Regions from separate parts of the Sus scrofa genome. Here region 1 is linked to region 2. Evidence: chromatin contacts called from public targeted proximity ligation data. All regions are on one chromosome and are shown on one strand. The core of a region is the stretch at or near the end of the contact, and the rest is flanking DNA. Distances in the headings are between cores, read along the strand shown.

Region 1 (3,370 bases), core at 182-2,681, 71 kb before region 2:
AATTTAATGAGGTCATGACCATAGAGTAACTATCAATTCAAGGGATGAACTACACCATATTAACCTGTCACAGGCAAGATTACAACCCATGTATATATATATTTTTGCTTTTGGAATGAACTTAAATTTGTCAGAAGAAAACATTTCTACAAATAATCGTACTTGTTTCCCTTACATAACACATAATAGCGACAAATACTCTTCAAATACACTTTTGATGATCCTTGTGAGTTGACATCAATCACATAAAAACCTGCAAACCAACCCAGGTCAGCATTTTTGGGCTTCCCTCCAAAAAAAATCTCAAGACTTCTGAAAAAAGGTTTGGAAACTGGAAAGAGGAGTGACAACAAAAGGGAAGCCCCAAACATAAACATTTCCTAGGATAACTGCATTATTAGATTTTCGCATTAGGATAAGGACCTCAAATTCACACTCTCCCCATTAGCTTTAGAAACACCACAGTAATTTATCATGTAGAACAGAAAAACTTATGTGCTATTATCACACTGATGGGAGAAAGAACTTTTAAAACTTTCTTACAAAAACTCCCTTGCTTCGCTAATACAATCTTATACCGAATAGACAATTCACATTCGAAAAGCACATGGTAAACAGAGCAAAAGTGTTCATCAAAACGAACCGATTTTTTACAGCCCGGCCGCTTTCAAACGCATTTCCCCTTCATGCAAAACTCTTCTTTGAGAAACCTAGACACACTCTGCCAGAGGGTGGGGGGTGGAAAGTACAAGGTGAGTGGATAGGGAAGATCTCAGGATCGAGGTTCGCTTACTTTCGTGCCTGGTCTTGCAGTGAAAACGAACAGAGGCTAAGAACCACAGCCTCTCTGGAAAAGGCTGCTGGCTGGGTGGGGAGGGTCAGCGCACAGTCAGGAATGTCTGGTACCAAAGACCGGGGACTAGGTTTTCCCCGCTCATCTCCTAGCACACCGGTCCTTCCCAGGCTTCCTAAATGCAGGAGCGCGCGCGCGCCTGCGCGTGAACACAAACACTCACACACTCGGACTGGCGCGTGCGCAAAGCGCCCTTGACAGCCCCGCCAAGCTGCCCTTCCCCCTCGGTGGGCCAGACACTAAGGTCTCTAACAGGAAGAGGGCGGAGCCAAGGGGAAAAGAATGCCTCCAACCATCAGGATTTTCTATCCGCTAATTTTCCCAGTCACCCATTGGGAAGATTGATCCGGGCGACCTGAGAACCTCCCCACAGCGAAGTACCAACCACAGCACCAGCTAAAGCAGCCACGGTCCCCTAAGCGTAAGGCCCTCCCACCAGGTCTCCCTTCTCAGTCTCTCCAACCCAGGCCGATTTCCCCAAGCAAAATTCGCGAGACTTAGCGAGAGGCCGAGCAAAAGCCAGAATGTGGATCAGTGGGGAGGGACGTATAAGTGCCCCGCCCCTACCTCTTGCGCATGTCAGCTAGAGGCCTCAAGTAAATCGCCGGGTTCTGCCCCCACGGTAACGCGAGGGAGGAAGTCTCGCGAGGTTGAGGCGCTCTGAGAGCGCAGGTCGGAGGCGGTGAGCGGAGGTTTTTACCCTGACCAGTAATGGGACTGATCACCTATGACCCTCCCATCTGCCCCAACACTACCTCTGCTGGGGTCTGCGTCTGCTATTGAAGAAGCTGAACAAGCGAGAGGAGTCTCTTCCCTTGGGTGCATAGGTCCCCGTTGGCAGAGGCTTTGAGTCCTAGTCGCCACAGCTGACGGCTGCGAGGGATTGAGATCAGAGTAAGTGGAATCAGTCCAGGGACCAGAGCGGGTTTAAGAGAGTCGGAAGCTTCCTTCCCCTGACGGTGCTCTTTGCCCCACCTCTTGAACCACCGGCTGCCCGTGCCTGGGCGCGGTAGTTCCTCTCTGTTCTCAGCTCTGAGACCGTCTTTCCGGAGCTGAGGTACGGAAAGTTTGATGGAAACCCTTGGCCCAAATCTTGTGGACACACCTTTCGTCTCTGTTTTCTTCCTGCCTAACCCACCTGGGAGCTCAGCATTTGCGAGGCGGGGTGGGGGTGGTCGGCAGGGATGGAAGAGGCGTCCTTTTCAGTTTTCAGTTTACCCCTTTGCAGAAGATGACTTGGTTAATCATTACTTCTTTCTTGAAACCGCCCTCCAAGAAGTATTGCTCTTTTCCTAGTTCTCTTCCTGGATAATCATACTGCCTTGAAGCTGCCCTCCAAAGAATCCTATCTTTTCCTGGTTTTCTTCCTGCCTTTCTTCTGTATCTCATCTCAAATGATGGTATACCTGTATCCATCCTGCTGTCCAGATTAGGAACCTAAGGCTCATCCTTGGCTTATTTCCACTTTCACTGCACTATGGTATTTCTTCTTTGACCAGAATCATTGCCCACCCCCAACTGATTTCCCTACCGTCATCCTTCCCTGCCATTCTGAAATACAAAATCTGTTTATATCAACCCTTTCTTTACACCTTTTTAGTATCGATATTGCTGACCAAATTGTTAAGTATATCACTTAGGACCTTTTACTGTGTGTCCTAATCCACTTTACCTTTTCCGTCTTTTTTTGCCTCGCCTCCAAATACCTCAGTATCCTGTCATGCCAGACTACTGGCTGTTTCTCCAACGCTTTCACAAGCCTTTGTATATGCTGCATCATCTGCCTTTAATGCTTACTCTTCCTTTTTTTAAAAAGCACCTATCAAGATCCAATTCATAGACTTCTCAGATTCCTCCAGGTGACACTGATAGTACCACCGTGCTCCCAAAGCACTTAAAATAGTCCTTTTGCAGTGTTTTTTAGATTGTGTGAGACATTATTTGTTCAAGTATCTGTCTCTTGTGCCCGTTTGCGCTTGAGCTGGAATCATGTCTTATCTTTCTCTAACAGAAGTTCGTCCAATGCTTGGCACATAGCAGATATTATTTATATATATATGTGTGTGTATGCGTATTTATAATGTAATAGAACCCTGACCTGTTTTGAATATGAGGAACCTTGTTACCCCAACACACAAGGAGTTGTACTTTTAATATCTATTTGTTGAGGTTGTGCATAGTAGCAAAAAACTTCTATGCTTTTAAATGATTTTGTATTTTATTATTACCAGTCTCTGCCTATAAAAAAATAGTGGGATATATATGTATGAGAAATATTTAGACTATAGACCATGCTTGGTGTAAGTATATCCATGTAACTCTTCCAATGAATCCTTGCCCATAGGTTAGAAATAATCAAGATTAGGTTAGTCCTTTGCTGAATTGTCTTTCCTGTTTGAACATATGTATGTGCAACTTATATTTAGCTACAATTCCAAGTAGCATGTAGTTAAAAAAAAAAATTCTTCTGTGTCCTTACTTTCAAATTCTGTTCTTCCTTTAAAAATTCATTTTCTT
Region 2 (3,256 bases), core at 362-2,861:
GCAAAAAAGACAATAAATAAATAAATAAATAAATAATATACCCTTTGATCAGGAATAGCAGATACAAAGTAAAATTCCCAAACTTCTCAATCCCTCAATTAGGATTTACTATGTTAAATACTAAGGCTACTGAGTTAAACTGTGTGAATGACAAAACTAAAACCAGGAGTTCCCATTGTGGCTCAGCAGGTTAAGAACCTGACAGCGTTCATGAAGACGCGGGTTTGATCCCTGGCCTCGCTCAATGGGTTAAGGATCTACCATTGCCGCAAGCTGCTGTGTAGGTTGTGAAGTGGCTTAGGTATAGGCTGGCAGCTGCAGCTCTGATTCAACCCCTAGCCTGGGAACTTCCACATGCCACAGGTATGGCCATGAAAGCAAAAGACAAAACTAAACTAAAACCATTTGGTAACAAGTCTGATGTCCTTTATTCAAGGGAAAACAACTCGTGATTTGAGGGAAGACAGTACCTCACTAATTGCAGAGTCCTATTTCCAAGGGATTTGGGGCATGAACTAGTTTTGCAGAGCATTCGAAGGGCATATGATTGGTTAGGTCAGGGACTTCCTTAGAAGGCAAGTGGGTCCTGTTTTCTAGGATAAGGTGACTAGTTAAGGGGGACTGGAGGATTGTCACTGGTGTAGGTGGGGTTTCCTTGACAGAAGTTCCCTGTAAATACAGGTTGACTTAGGTTTAGATCTGTGACCTGGGCCAAGCCACTGGGGGGCCCTCCATGTGTGGTCTCAATATACAAATGAACTTGACCACTACCAAGACAAAAACATGAGCTCTGCCCACCAAAATTCAGTTTGGGGAAAGCTGTTGTTTTTTTAATTGAATTGTGATTGACATAAACTACACATGAAGTACACTAATAAGGGTTGATATAGGTAGACCTCTGTGACACTATCACCACGACCAAGGTAGTAAACATACAGGTCACCTTCTTTGTGCCCCATTCTAACCCATCCTTATACCCCTCCACTCTCCCATCCCCAGCCCCCATCTGGTGGTAGAGCTTTTTGTTTTCCTTTCTTTCCTTTTTTTTTTTTAATTTTTTTTTAATTAGGGCCACACCTGCAGCATATGGAAGTCCCTAAGCTAGAGGTCGAATAGGAGCTACAGCTGCCAGCCTACACTACAGCCGCAGCCAACACCAGATCCTTAACCACTGAGTGGAGCCAGGGATTGAACCCAAATCTTCATGGATACCAGTTGGGTCTGTTACTGCTGAGCCACAACAGGAACTCCTGGGAAAGCTCTTTGAATAACAAAGTGCTAAGTTAAGAGGTTGCAGATTCAGAAATGTTTTTCCTTTTTTTCTTTTTAGGGCCGCACCTACGGCATATGGAGGTTCCCAGACTAGAGGTCGAATCAGAGCTGTGGCTGCCAGCCTACACCACAGCCACAGAAACACCAGATCTGAGCCTCGTGCTACCTACACCAGAGCCCACGGCAACACCAGATCCTTAACCCACTGTTGGAGGCCAGGGTTAAATCTGCTTCCTCATGGATACTAGTCAGATTCGTTTCCACTGAGCCACAACGGGAACTCCTAGAAATGTTTTGTTAAAGCTAAGGAAAGAGGAAGAAAAAAGTGCCAAATACTAATTCGACAGTTGGAAATGGTTTTTACGGAAGTACTGCTTTGTACTTACCTCGGAAAAAGAAATTGTTGTATTCTGATACTGTGAGTGTAACTGGAAAATAAGAAAAGTCACATTGCTGGAAATATGACGCAAAATAGCTTCCTCTGGAAAGGGCCTGTTGAGCTTGAAGTATCTAAATTTCCCCACTGAAAATTCAAGAAGACCTACAATGGGAGAAATGTTTCATTGTAATATTTGTACCTCTAATATCAATTTGTAGCAATTACAAACTTAGACAACAATTTTCCAACACCTTTCCACGTGTCTTCCTTGCCTCCATGGTCTGGTTGGGTTTCACTCCCTTAGTCTGTGTGTCTTTCTCCCAGCTGCTCACCAGTTCTTTCCTTTTCGAAGCTAATTTTCAAGAAATCCACTAACTAGGCTGCTTTTACTTCTATGTGTTTCTGGGTTCCCATCTCCCCCCCTGCCCTACAGTCAGTGTGTCTTTGCATAAACAGCAGAGGAGCTCACAAGCATTACATAAGCAGTCTTGGGGGTTCAAGCCTAAAAATAGAAAAAAAAATTTCAACTTAATATAGATGAAGAAAAAGAGTTGATGAGGTAAAGATTATACACACCAGAGTCCCACAGTGGCACGATCTGTTTTATTTTAGAAGGAAATTAGAGCCAGTGGGAGCAAAAAGAAAACAGTCCTAATTCCTTCAGTCCAGACAGTCCTAATTCCTTCTTATGTACATTTCCTAAGAAGGGTAACTTTTTCAACACTTGTTGTTAACACAAGTATCCCATCTGGACAATTTAAAAAGAAAAAAAAAAAAAAAAGACTATCAAGAAAGCCAAACAGAACATACAAACATTGCAAGAACTCTCTAGATTTTCCCCAAACTCCATGATGTTATTACATTTTCTTCATAATTTAATATTTTAATTCCTGATAGGAAAAGAGGTTATTTGTGGTTATAATTTAATCTCTAAAAATTCAGAGAAAGAATTTTTTATTAAAGTATAGTTGATTTACAATGTTGTGCCAATTTCTGCTGTTTGGCATAGTGACCCAGTCATACATACATATATGTTCTTTTTCTCATAATATCTTCCATCATGTTCTATCCCAAGAGATTGGATATAGTTCCCTGTGCTATACAGTAGGACTTCATTGCTTATCCATTCTAAACGTAACAGATAAAATTTTAATAGTTGTAGCAATAACAACTAAAGTCAATGCATTCCTTATTTATAGAACTGGGATGACATTTCACCTTTTATGTGGAACCAAACTCCAGCCTGAATAGAGATAAAAATACTAGGGAGTAGCAAGTATCTACAGATATCTGGACAATGCGAGGAGTTTCCTGGTTTGTTTTTTAAAGGGGAAAAAAGAAAAACACTTTAATATTTCCCAGGCCTTCCCATCATAATTACTTTATTAGAAAATCAAATTATACATAAAATTAAGTGGACCTCAGTAAATGGCACTAAAAACATTTCAGATATTGCACTTATGCATTATTTTGGCCATGCCCTCAGCATGTAGAAGTTCTGGGGCCAGAGATTCGACCACACCATCTCTCTCACAATATCAGTGACAACACCAGATCCATAACCTGCTGAGCCACCAGGGAACACCTATTGCACTTTAATTTTGG

The links.
Region 1: a targeted proximity ligation map of alveolar macrophages shows a contact between it and region 2. A contact is called at or near these places in 1 of 5 promoter capture datasets (fetal liver), 6 of 47 Hi-C or Micro-C datasets (blood, liver and skeletal muscle) and 2 of 2 datasets of targeted methods (alveolar macrophages and skeletal muscle).

What each region holds. Positions count from the first base shown.
Region 1 is chr5:46,822,123-46,825,492 of Sscrofa11.1, reverse strand. It overlaps FGFR1OP2 (FGFR1 oncogene partner 2), which reads left to right and starts at 1,431. Exons shown (of 6, transcript XM_005664032.3): 1 at 1,431-1,747. It overlaps INTS13 (integrator complex subunit 13), which reads right to left and starts at 983. Exons shown (of 17, transcript NM_001243595.1): 1 at 794-983.
Region 2 is chr5:46,751,251-46,754,506 of Sscrofa11.1, reverse strand. It overlaps TM7SF3 (transmembrane 7 superfamily member 3), which reads right to left. Exons shown (of 12, transcript XM_001925025.7): 2 at 1,659-1,813. Among named protein-coding and RNA genes, the nearest start is that of TM7SF3, 12 kb to the right of the region's middle.